3 separate regions of the Sus scrofa genome follow, and regions 1 and 2 are each linked to region 3. The links are chromatin contacts, called in public targeted proximity ligation maps. All regions are on one chromosome and are shown on one strand. The core of a region is the stretch at or near the end of the contact, and the rest is flanking DNA. Distances in the headings are between cores, read along the strand shown.

Evidence for each region.
Region 1: a contact with region 3 is called in a targeted proximity ligation map of skeletal muscle. A contact is called at or near these places in 1 of 47 Hi-C or Micro-C datasets (heart right ventricle) and 1 of 2 datasets of targeted methods (skeletal muscle).
Region 2: a contact with region 3 is called in a targeted proximity ligation map of skeletal muscle. A contact is called at or near these places in 1 of 47 Hi-C or Micro-C datasets (mesenchymal stem cells) and 1 of 2 datasets of targeted methods (skeletal muscle).

The regions. Positions count from the first base shown.
Region 1 is chr4:123,026,996-123,030,832 of Sscrofa11.1, reverse strand. No RefSeq gene overlaps it. Among named protein-coding and RNA genes, the nearest start is that of ARHGAP29, 53 kb to the left of the region's middle.
Region 2 is chr4:123,063,520-123,067,318 of Sscrofa11.1, reverse strand. It overlaps LOC102161380 (a long non-coding RNA gene), which reads left to right. Exons shown (of 4, transcript XR_303244.3): 3 at 2,367-2,450. Among named protein-coding and RNA genes, the nearest start is that of ARHGAP29, 17 kb to the left of the region's middle.
Region 3 is chr4:123,281,208-123,284,644 of Sscrofa11.1, reverse strand. ABCA4 (retinal-specific ATP-binding cassette transporter) reads right to left here. Exons shown (of 51, transcript XM_021090184.1): 19 at 2,065-2,239; 20 at 362-493. Among named protein-coding and RNA genes, the nearest start is that of ABCA4, 80 kb to the right of the region's middle.

The DNA of each region.
Region 1 (3,837 bases), core at 358-2,857, 250 kb after region 3:
GATTTCACCTGCTTACTCTTGCAAATCCAACTCATGACAATCAATTTATGAAAATGAAGTATTAAAAAACTTATCAAGTAATAATAAACCATAAACAAAATGCTGCTGAAGCTCCGCTCCCCCACATCCTCAGCTCCAGTTTGGACATAACAGGAGTGTTTTAAATGGTACTAGGCGGAGGCCCTGGCAGGAAGGAAGCATCGGATATTGCTGGAACATATCTTTGTTTGAGCAACAGCTCATGAGAAAGGTCACCGTTATGCTCTGCTTTCAAACGCTCTGTTTGTTTTGAATTTAGTACTGAAGGTTTCATCACAAATGCTGGTTTATAATCATTGAGGCACAAAATCCTGCAGTACTAACCTTTTCACTCCTAAGTAGAGAATAAAATCCAAACCTTGTATGTTCACTACTGTTTTGATCAGAATATGATCTTTTACTAAAGATCAAAAGACTTCCTATTTATGGGCTCGGGGGTCCTACTTATTTACAACATCCCAATAGTGGGTTTAAAGGAAATTTACCCTTATAAAATTTCCCCTTCAGTTTTAGTGTTATTTGTGCCCTAGTCAAACTCATGGTCAGGGTTTGAGATGCAAGGCTTTCTGGACTTTGCTTCCTAACATTGTATCGCATTTGTTTATTGGACCAAGTCAGTGGCTCTGAGATCCTAAGAAATACCTGAACTTTTTCTGTGCAAAATGTTTGCTGACAAATGCAATAAACATCAGATGGCCTCCTTCCTGGAAGGGCTGACATATCAAGAATGGTAAAAGCAGTAGTAGGAGAAATGTCTGCTAAAACTTTGAGGGGGAGAGAGAAAGGAATCTATTAAACCTCTCCGTTTATAGTTTTGTTTTCCCTGTTGGCTGGGCCGCTGTATTCCCATGTCCGCTGCACGTTCCACTGCGGGAGCCTGGAGCTCTCAGAATAAACTTTGGGAAAGGCTGGGCCCACCCTCTGGGGATAAGGGAGCCAGAGGGAGGAAGGGGAGGGGTAAAGGACAAGGGAAGGGGACGTGGCCTTCCTGTGTTTGGATGACCTTCTTATGTTTATCTGGAGGGCCCGGCAGCCCCGCTGCGGGGTGTCATTCTGCCCTGTTTCCCCACGTGATCTCCTTCTCAGTGCTCTGCGGATAAAGGAGCTTCACTCCTGCTCCAAGGAGGAGATTCACGTCTCTGTGGAGAAATGAAAGTGTACATGTCTGCTGGGGGTGAGTGCCGCGAGAAGGAAGGCTTAGCACCACGCCCAGAAGCCTGGGTCCAACGGCTCCCTGGAGGAAAGAACTGGGTGTCTCTGGGAGACGTTTGAGGAAGAGCCCCCCCCCCCCCAGGCTTCTGCCTTCCTGCTGAGAACCAGACCAGAGCAGAGCGTGTCTTCCTTCTCATGAACCCGCATCATTTAGAATAATGCCCCCCACCAGAGGGCATCCCATAAATATTTCCTGAAAGAGTGAAGCACTGAATGAATGAATGAGCAGAGTCGCTGAAAGGGAACTGGACAGCAGGCAACGGGGAGGGAGGGGGAGCCCTGCAATGGCTAATGTACGTTCCAGGGCCTCTCTATGGCCTGGGTAGCTCCACTTCAAAGACCGTTTCAAGCCTTCCTGCCACACATTCCTGGTGGGTGAATCACTTGTTTCCTCTGGTAGGTGAGACTAACTGCTCCAGGCCCCACCTCTCCTTTTCATTTCAGGGTTGACCTCTCTCCCCCAGCCAGGCCTTAGCCTAAACGTTATTTCCCGAGAGAAGCTGTTCCCTGCTGTCCTCGCTCTGCTCCATCGAAATTGATGCTCCCAACATACCTCTTAGGAAATTCCATTTTCTTTGTAACACAATTTCTAATTATACTCATCTGTGTGGGAATCCACTCGATGCCTCTTTTCTTCACTCGATTATAAAGAGAGGGGACCATGTTTTATCTTTAGCACCTAGCGCAGTACCTGACATATGGTAAGCGCTCAGCAAGTTTGAGTTACATAAATGAATGAGCAGATTAATGAGTGGATTCCTAAGTAGGAATGGAGGATAAAGGTCAGTGTCCAGAAGTCCTATCCCAATCAGACCCTGAGCGCTTCATGAGTTTAAGGTTCTGGAAGGGGATGAAGTATTCAGTAATCATAAATAATGTGCATTTTACCTTTGGAAGCTAACTAGCAATCAAGACTCCTGGGAGTTCTGTAATTTCCTCTTCCATACCCAAAATAGCAACTTCTTTAGTATCCAAACTTCAGAAGGACCCTTTTCCTCGCACCACACACCTTGGCAATGTTCTTGTTAGTTTCTTCCTTCCCATTCCCATGGGGACCATTGGATCCAGCGAATTAGGTTTCTTCCCCTTACAAGTTAGAGAAATTCAATTCTGCTTAGCTAAAAGCAAAACTAGGAATAAATTGGATCATGTGTCTGGGAAGTTGATGGGGCTGGTTGGCTTTGCACATGCTTAAATCCAGGGGTCACATGAATGCTCAGGATGCCACCTCTCTCACCACCTTCTTGCTTAAGCTTAAGATGGACAGGCAGGACCCCTGCCTCACCACCAGGGTGGACTCTGATGGCACCCATCTAACCATCCCTGGATAATCCTTGTTGGGGGAAGAGGGAAGACTCTGATTGGCCCGGCCTGAGTAACATGCTCAACCTGTAGCCCTTGTATGCAGGAGAGTGGGTGCAATCACAGAGAGAGTTCCCCAAGGAAAAGAGGGACTGCATTACCGAGATGAGCCGAAGTGGTGCTAGATCATCAAGAACAATCGGCTCTCTTCCTGGCAGCCACCCTGGGCCAGGCGGAGTGGCAGGGCCTTTCCCTACATGAGGCAGGATGTCAGGGGAAAGGAGGATGAACTATGGAATCAGATCGCTTTTGTCCAAACCCCACCTCTCTCTTTGACCAGCTACGTTATTTTGGACAAGTTAACCTCTTTAGGTCCAAATTTCTTTCTATGAAACAGTGATGTAAGACACTCAGTGGGGGCGTTCCCATGGTGACTCAGCTGGTTAAGAACCCTGCTAGTATCCACGAGGATGTGGGTTTGATCCCTGGCCTAGGTCAGTGGGTTAAGGATCCGGGGTTGCCATGAGCTCAGATCCTACGTTGCTCTGGCTGTGGTGTAGGCCGGCAGCTGTAGCTACGATTAGACTCCTAACTTGGGAACTTCCGTATGCAGCAGGTGCAGCCCTCCCCCCAAAAAATGAAAACAAAACAAAACAAACAAACAAAAAAAACACTCAGTGCAATAGTGTTCATCCTTAAAAGGGAAGAAAATTCTGGCAAATGCTAAAACATGGGTGAGCCTTGAAGATGCTGTGCCAAGTAAAATAAACCAGACACACTTATATGAAACATCTAGAAGAGTCAAATTCACAGAGACAAAAAGTAGAAGGGCCTGGAACCTGGGAATGGGAGTTATTTTTTAATGTATGTGGAGTTTTGCTTTGAGAAGCCAAGAAAAGCTCTGGAGCTGGAGAGATGGATGGTGGGAATGGTTGCACAACACGGTGAATGTACTGAATGGTACTGAACTGTATACTTAAAAATGGTTAAAACAGGAGTTCTCGTCGTGGCGCACTGGAAATGAATCCGACTAGGAACCATGAGGTTGTGGGTTCGATCCCTGGCCTCGCTCAGTGGGTTAAGGATCCAGCATTACCATGAGCTGTGGCGTAGGTCACAGATGTGGCTCGGATCCCATGTTGCTGTGGCTGTGGCATAGACTGGTGGCTACAGCTCTGATTAGACCCCTAGCCTGGGAACCTCCATATGCCAATAGGTGCTGCCATTAAAAAAAAAAAAAAAAAAAAAAGAAGACAAAAAAAGAAAAGTTTAAAACAGTAAATT
Region 2 (3,799 bases), core at 294-2,793, 220 kb after region 3:
CCTGGCCTTGCTCAGTGAGTTAAGGATCCGGCGTTGCCATGAGCTGTGGTGTAGGTTGCAGACGTGGCTCGGATCCCGTGTTGCTGTGGCTCTGGCGTAGGCCGCTGGCTACAGCTCCGATTCGACCCCTAGCCTGGGAACCTCCATATGCCATGGGAGCGGCCCAAGAAATGGCAAAAAGACAAAATAAGCTTACAAGAAAGCAGAATCTAAGGAAATGAATGGACTAGTAGACAAGAAGTCTTGATATAAACCTTGGAGTTCCTTAGGGACTAAAACATTGGAAAAATAGCACATGGGTCAAGGGACAGGGGATTTTAGGAGAACTGGTATTTCCACAGAGACATGTTTCACAGAGGACATCAACAAGTCAGGGTAAGGGAGCTGCCAATGCCAGTGGCGATGTTGTATTTATGAAGCAGTGATTGAAGTGCAAGGAAAATGGAAGGGGCTTTTCGTAGTTCTGCAGGTAAATAGGTGGCTTTGGTGGTGGGGTGGGGCAGGACTGTGGGGAGGAGGAAAAGGTAAAGGAAATAGAGATTACGGGGAAATTTCCTTGAGAACAAAGCAGATCACTGACTTATCAAAGTGTTGGGGGCTGAATTTTGTGCCCTCAAAATTTATATGTTGAAGTCCCAACCTCCAGTACCTCAGAATGTGACTGTATTTGGAGAGAGGGTCTTTCGAGGGGTATTTAAGTCCAAATGAGGCCGTTCGTGTAGGCTCTAATCCAGTATGACCGGAATCCTTATAAGAAGAGAAGATTAGGACATAGACACTCTCAGACCATGTGAAGACAGGGAGACCAGGTCTAGACCATGCAAAGTCACAGAAAAGACAGCCGTCTACATGATGCCTAAGAAGAAACCAACCGGAGTGTCCGTCATGGCGCCGTGGAAACGAATCTGACTTGGAACCATGAGGTTTTGGGTTCGATCGCTGGCCTCGCTCAGTGGGTCCAGAATCCCGCGTTGCCATGAGTTGTGGTGTACGTCGCAGATGTGGCTTGGATCTGGTGTTGCTGTGGCTGTGATGTAGGCCGGCAGCTATAGCTCTGATTAGACCCCTAGCCTAGGAACCTCCGTATGCTACGGGTGCAGCCCTAAAAAGGACAAAAGACAAAAAACCAAAAAAGCAAAACAAAAAAAGAAGAAACCAACCATGATCTCAGACTTTTAGCTTTCAGAATTGTGAGAAAATACATTTCTATTAAGCCCCCCAGTCTGTAGAACTTTGTGATGGCAGCCATAACAACCTAGCCCGTAAGACAATACCATTTAGGTCCTAGGAATCAAATAATAATGGATTCACTATTATTAGAACCATTAATGGGTTCTAGTTGGACCTGAGACCATTGCCTTCCCCTACCCCATAGAAATATTAAGTCCCAGTGTGGCTGAAAGTTGCCATTATCCATTTAAGTGGGCCATTTCTTCTTTATAATACTCACGAGTTACAGTGAGTCAATGCCACTCCTACTCTGGGGTGTAGGCCAGGATGCAGCATCACATCCATTGTAATATTATCATTAAAATCAGAAGGCAGGATGTTTACAAGCCTGGTGTTCTGTGAGTATTTTCAGTGGGAGGAGGCCGACTGGTTTCTGCCCAGAGTGGAAGGATGCCCTGGCGTCTTCATTTGTATCCAGTAGAGAAAGGCTTGAGAGTGGCAATTTTAAGGATACTGCTTCTTAAAATAGTAAGTCAGTCTAGTTGCCAGTAGTATTGGTGGCTAGCTAATAATAGTAATTCCATCACTGTGCGTGGTTATTCATAAGAGCTTGATAAGCATTCATTTACTTTTCTATTATTTTTGGTTCTTTAGCATTTCATAGTATACAAAACAACATTATCTCAATTTATCTTCAAAAATGCCTGTGAAAAATGAATTATTGTCATCATTCTCATTCAGATTTCTGATAAGAAAGCTGTATCTTAATGAGAGTAAGCTATTTACCCAAAATTCAACAGAGATTGAACTCAAGCGAGGTCACCTGTCTCAAGTAGGACTCTTTCCAATACACCCACCAGCTCTAAATAGTCCTATCCCACACTCATTTTCAAATAATCCACTTTGATCAACAAGCAGCATTTTCTGTATTCATCAAGTATTCTAGGTAATAAAAGACTTCAATATTTATTCCAAAAAAATTTTTAATCAAAGTATAGTTGATCTACGATGTTGTGCCAGTTTCTTCTACACAGTAGGATCTCGTTGCTTTTCCATTCTAAATGTAATAGTTTGCATCTACTAACCTCAAACTCCTCATCCATCCCACTCCCTCCCCCTCCCCCTTGGCAACCACAAGTCTCTCCTCTATGTCCATGAGTCTGCTTCTGTAAAACACTTCAATATTTATTATACAGGTTATACCTCTCCCACAAATGCTGTATGAATAAACATTTTGCCAATGCAAATGGGCAGAAGAGGAAACTGGCCTCAAAATCTCAGTAAGTTACTTCTTCCACCACTGGCCTTGCTTCAGAATTCCTAAAGAATGAGTATTTTTTAAAAAAGAATTTTTAGAAGATACTTTTCCTTACATGAATAAAGAGTTCCAACTACGAACACCCAGGATAGTAGATTCGGATCCAGTACTCATCTTTAGTTATTCTATAATATACTTATTTTATAATACATATGTTTTATTGGGGGGTATTTATGTGTGTAGGGTAGGGAGGCAACAACATTATTTCTATGGAATTTGCCTTTGGATTCTTTATGCTAGACTTTCTGGCAAACTTTTAAAATACAGTCTATTCGTGCAATGGGAACTCCTTGAAAATTAAGAATCTTCAGAGAATTTGTTTAATATTCCTCTCAAATCAATCCTTGTATGATTCAGAATGCATTTCAAGAATCTTGTAATGTCTACAGATAATTATTGTGACACATGTGGCATAGCCCAATGATAAATGCTCTACAGATGCAGAGAAGGATGAATTAACAAGACACCGAATGGTGATCAAGTGTTACTGACATTACATAGGTGTCACTATGCTATTGGCAATTCTGTCAGAATCTGTGATAGCACCTGAATGAAGTCCAGTGTATGCACTGATCCATGACTCACTCACCCCACACTCGTTCCCTCTTGGAGAAGGAAGATGATAGAAGCCCAGATCAGAGGTGTACGATGCTGGTGATGGAGGACTAATTTCTAGGTGTAATATACAAAAGTGTTAAAAGAGAAGTTGAAATCTCAAAACCCTAGAGGTAGGGGCAAACTGAGAGAGTCAGACCCTGTGCGGGAGGCATTTATTCTTACTTGGCACAGATCAGTGAGGTCATGGGCAGGTGACCAACTACGTACCCTGATTTGCCTCAGGCAGATTCTGTTAATGCCTGCTGTTCAGGCATAATTATTAATAGAGTCTCTTCTCACTGTCAAAGTGTGCCCATTTGTATGATGCAATATATGGGCACCCTAGCCATTGGAAAATTTAGGTATTATAGTGCTGGTCTTTTGATTTTTCAGGCCAGAAATTTGGGGGTTAAAGGACATCTTTGGATTTTTTTTTTTTTTAATGTAGCCAGCAAATTCCAATTTTTAAAAATTTTGTCCAGGCCAAGAAAAACTCATAGGGAGCAGGATCTGGTCTAGGTGCTGCTGGTTTTCAACCTCTAGGTCAAAACTTCCAGCTGAAATGAGAGTGCTCTTTGATTTGTCTTTTTGGAGAACTTTTCTCTTTTGTAGCTGGTGACAGAGGGTCTGAGGGTGCCTCTCACATGAGAGGGCCTTCTTGCTCTAGGAAGTTCCAGCAGAAATGAGTGTGGGGCAGGAGATATGATATGAGCT
Region 3 (3,437 bases), core at 150-2,649:
CATTTTGGAAAAGAGCCACTGAAAAGCTTCCTAAAAGTCAGTGCGTGATGTCTCCTCTCTGATCCTGAGAGGGACCAGACTTCTGGGCAAGACGGAGCAAGGGACCCGGGACCCGCCTCCCCGACGCAGAGATGGCAGCATCGCTCTTGTGAGCAGGAAGAGCCCCGGAGGCACAGTCCCGTGTTCTAAGGGACATTTTCACCACAAGCAGGATAGGGGACCTTGAATGTGGGGGACAACAAAGAAGAGTGTCGCCTCCTGCCCCCAGAGCGGGCGTCCCTAAGCTGGGCCCTGGAGCACCTGCTGCTGGGGGCAGGGTGAGGGCAGGGCATAGGGCGGGTCTCACTCCCACCCCACTTACTGGTGGAACAGGATGTTGTGCTGTGGACACAAGCCCAGGCTCTGCCGGATGGCATCCAGGCTGGTTTCGATGTCCTTTCCCCCAACGAGCACGGTCCCGGATGTCGGTGGCAACAGACCTGTCATGATGGACCTGCCACATGCAGGAGTCAGTGACGGAAAGGATGGCCTTGGGATAGCAGCCTCCACCCCAGGGTGGGTGAGGGCCCTCAGTGATGCCCGCCCATGCCCCTCAGTGAGCCAGACCATCCCGAGCTTCAGGAACCGACCGGCCCGCGTGGGACTTGGCACCCGTGGGACTCAGCCCCTGTGTGCGCATCCAGGCCCTTAGGCCGTGACCACATCCACCCTTCTTCTCTGCCTCACTTATTCCTAGTGCTCGCAGGCAGGATTCCCGGCTGCCCAAGGCTCGCTTGCTCCGGAGATCCCTCCCCCGCTCAGCCGTCACTGCTCCCAGGGCTGCAGGGGCTCCGGCAAAGGCAGTCAGACACGGGTTTTGTCTGGTGTCACCACGTCAGAGGGCAAGGCCTTGGTGAGAAGCCCAGGCGTCCAGGGTGTATTTGTAGATTAACAGATTGAGGCTAGACCTGGGGGTTCCCACCACGTTTTTCTGGTAAAATGAGAATGTGACTCTCACCTCATGGGGTGGTTGTGAGGGTTAAACAGGGCTAATACGTACAAGGCACAGAGAACTGTGCCCGCAGGAAGAACAACTCAACACCATCATGCTACGTTTATGAAACATTGTGTTTCAGCCCCAGCAACACTGCATTTCACGGTCATGAAGCAATGTGTCTGCCTCGGGGTCCTGAATGGGGCGTCGGGCTCTCTGACCGTGTTAGGTGACAAGGAGAGAAATTAGCTGGGTGGCGGCTGCCCCTCCCAGTCTGGCCCGAGGTCAGACACCCTCGCAGGCCCTCTGAACTTGTCTGCTGATCAACCACTAGAGGGAAACAGAAGCAAGTGTAATGGCCCAGCCCCACATTCCACTCAGAGAACATTCCAGTGCAGGGTGGACACCGCTGTTCCTTCCTGGGGCTCTGTAAGAGGCGTTCACGTGGGTTCCCTGACCCTCGAGGGGGCCCCCCAGCTGCGGCTTGGGAAACCTTGGCTGTCACGTTTCCTTCCAGCAGATGGCGCTCGGCCCCTTCTAAAAGCAGAGGGGCTTCTGGGGCTGAGGTCTCCCCCACAGCCCCTCTGGAGACTGCATCCCTTAACCTCCTCCAGAACTACTACCGAGCCTTCTGGGTGCGAAAAGCAGCGCTCTTTGAAGGTAAGGAGTGCTCTGTAGCTGGAGGCATGGGATGGTGTGGCCACGGCTTGACCACCACCACGACGGCAGGGCTGAAAAGGCGGGAGTGGGGCTGGCATCAGAGACCAGAGACAATTGCGGGAGGACCTGGCTCTTGTCCCCGCAGAACCATTCCAACTTGGTGACCTTGGGAAAGTCACTTCAGCTCTCTGGATGTCCACTCCCCTGGCACACAAAGGGGGCGATAACCCTGCGACGCCACCTCCCGCTTCAACTTCATGTGACCATCAAAGAAAAGCAAAGGTGCCTGTAAACGCTGAAAACTGCGGTGAGCCTTACACTCTCCTGGCGCCCAGACGTCGAGCGCATTTTCATCACCGAGAGGCAGTGCGACAGAGGAGACGGCGGCGCTCAGAGGAAGGATGGAGCCAGAAAACAAGAGACTCACTCACAAGGTGGTAGTTTTCCCCGCTCCGTTGTGGCCGAGGAAGGCGGTGATCTGGTTTTCGTAGAAGGTGATGTTCAGGCGGTCCACGGCCGGCCGGCCATAGGGCTCAAAAGTCTTTACCAGATTCTTCACGCACACGCCGGGGACCAAGCCCGGGAGCTCGCGTTCGAAGAAGCACTCTTGTTGGAAAAACGGACATGGTGTAAATACACCGTTTTAATGAACACATCCCCAAGGTTCTTTCTTCAGCCTACTGTCTTGGGCCCCCACGGCCCTAGGTCTTTGTCAGAAAGACTGCAGAATGATGCGGATAATCACGGCTGCCATTTACTGAGCAGTTACTCAGCCAGGCATTGCTTCAAGTGCTTTGTATGGATTTCCTCATTTCACCCTTAAAACAGCCCTAGGGAACTAGACAGCCCTATGCCCAGTTCTACAGATGAGGAAACTGAAGACCGAGGCTTCAAGAGGCCAGTCAAGGTCACGTGGCTTCTGAGTGGCAGCGCTGGGATTCATGCCAACCCAGAGCGCGCCCTGTCTGTGTGGGGTCAGCCCGAAGCTCAGCCTTCAGTCCCAGGCCCTCCTGTCTGAGGCTGCTGGGCCTTTCCTGGTGGATTTCTTGTAACAGCTCAGGTTTCTCATCGTCCTCCCCAAGCAGTAGTTTCCTTCAGACTCTCCCATGCCCACTCTCAGAGCTGCCTTTCTCTGAGCCACCTTGGCCTAAACCTCTTTGACGGTGACGGCTCGCTCCTCGGAGCTCCAGAGTTTCGCCCGTTAACTGGGGAGGACAGTCCACGCTTCCCCCTCATGTCCCTCAAACTGTCCCTCCGCTACTCTACTCCCGCAGCCCTTCCCCGAGCCCTGCCTCACCGTGCAGGCCGCTTCTCCCTGACTCCACCTCTCCCTCCTGCTCGCCCCCCATGGCCCTGCTTACATTGTATACACTACAGTTCTGAGCCCTCACTCGCCCCACACAGCCCTGCTTATATTTTATATAACATAGTTCTGATTTTTTTTCTGCAAAAAAAAAAAAATCCCCCCCAAAACAAAAAACAATGCTTCCTCTCTCTCTGCCTCCTGGCCTCACGGTGGGACCAGCCCCCAGCCCCCTGATTTCAGTCTTCGAGTCCCGCTCTGGGAGGAGGGTCTTCCCACAACCTCTGCGGACTGGAAACCAGCCCCTTCGGGGCCCCAGGGCTCTGACCTCAGCTTTGTGAATGAAACCTGGGGTGGGCGAAGGGCATGGAGGCCAGACGCAGCCCAGCGGCCTACACCCAGGGTGAGGCTGGCAAGAGCATTTTAGCACCCAAGGGTCAGTTCTAGAGGAAGGCATGGCTTCAGGAAGAGAGCACACGGGAGAAGAGCAGGACTGAGAAG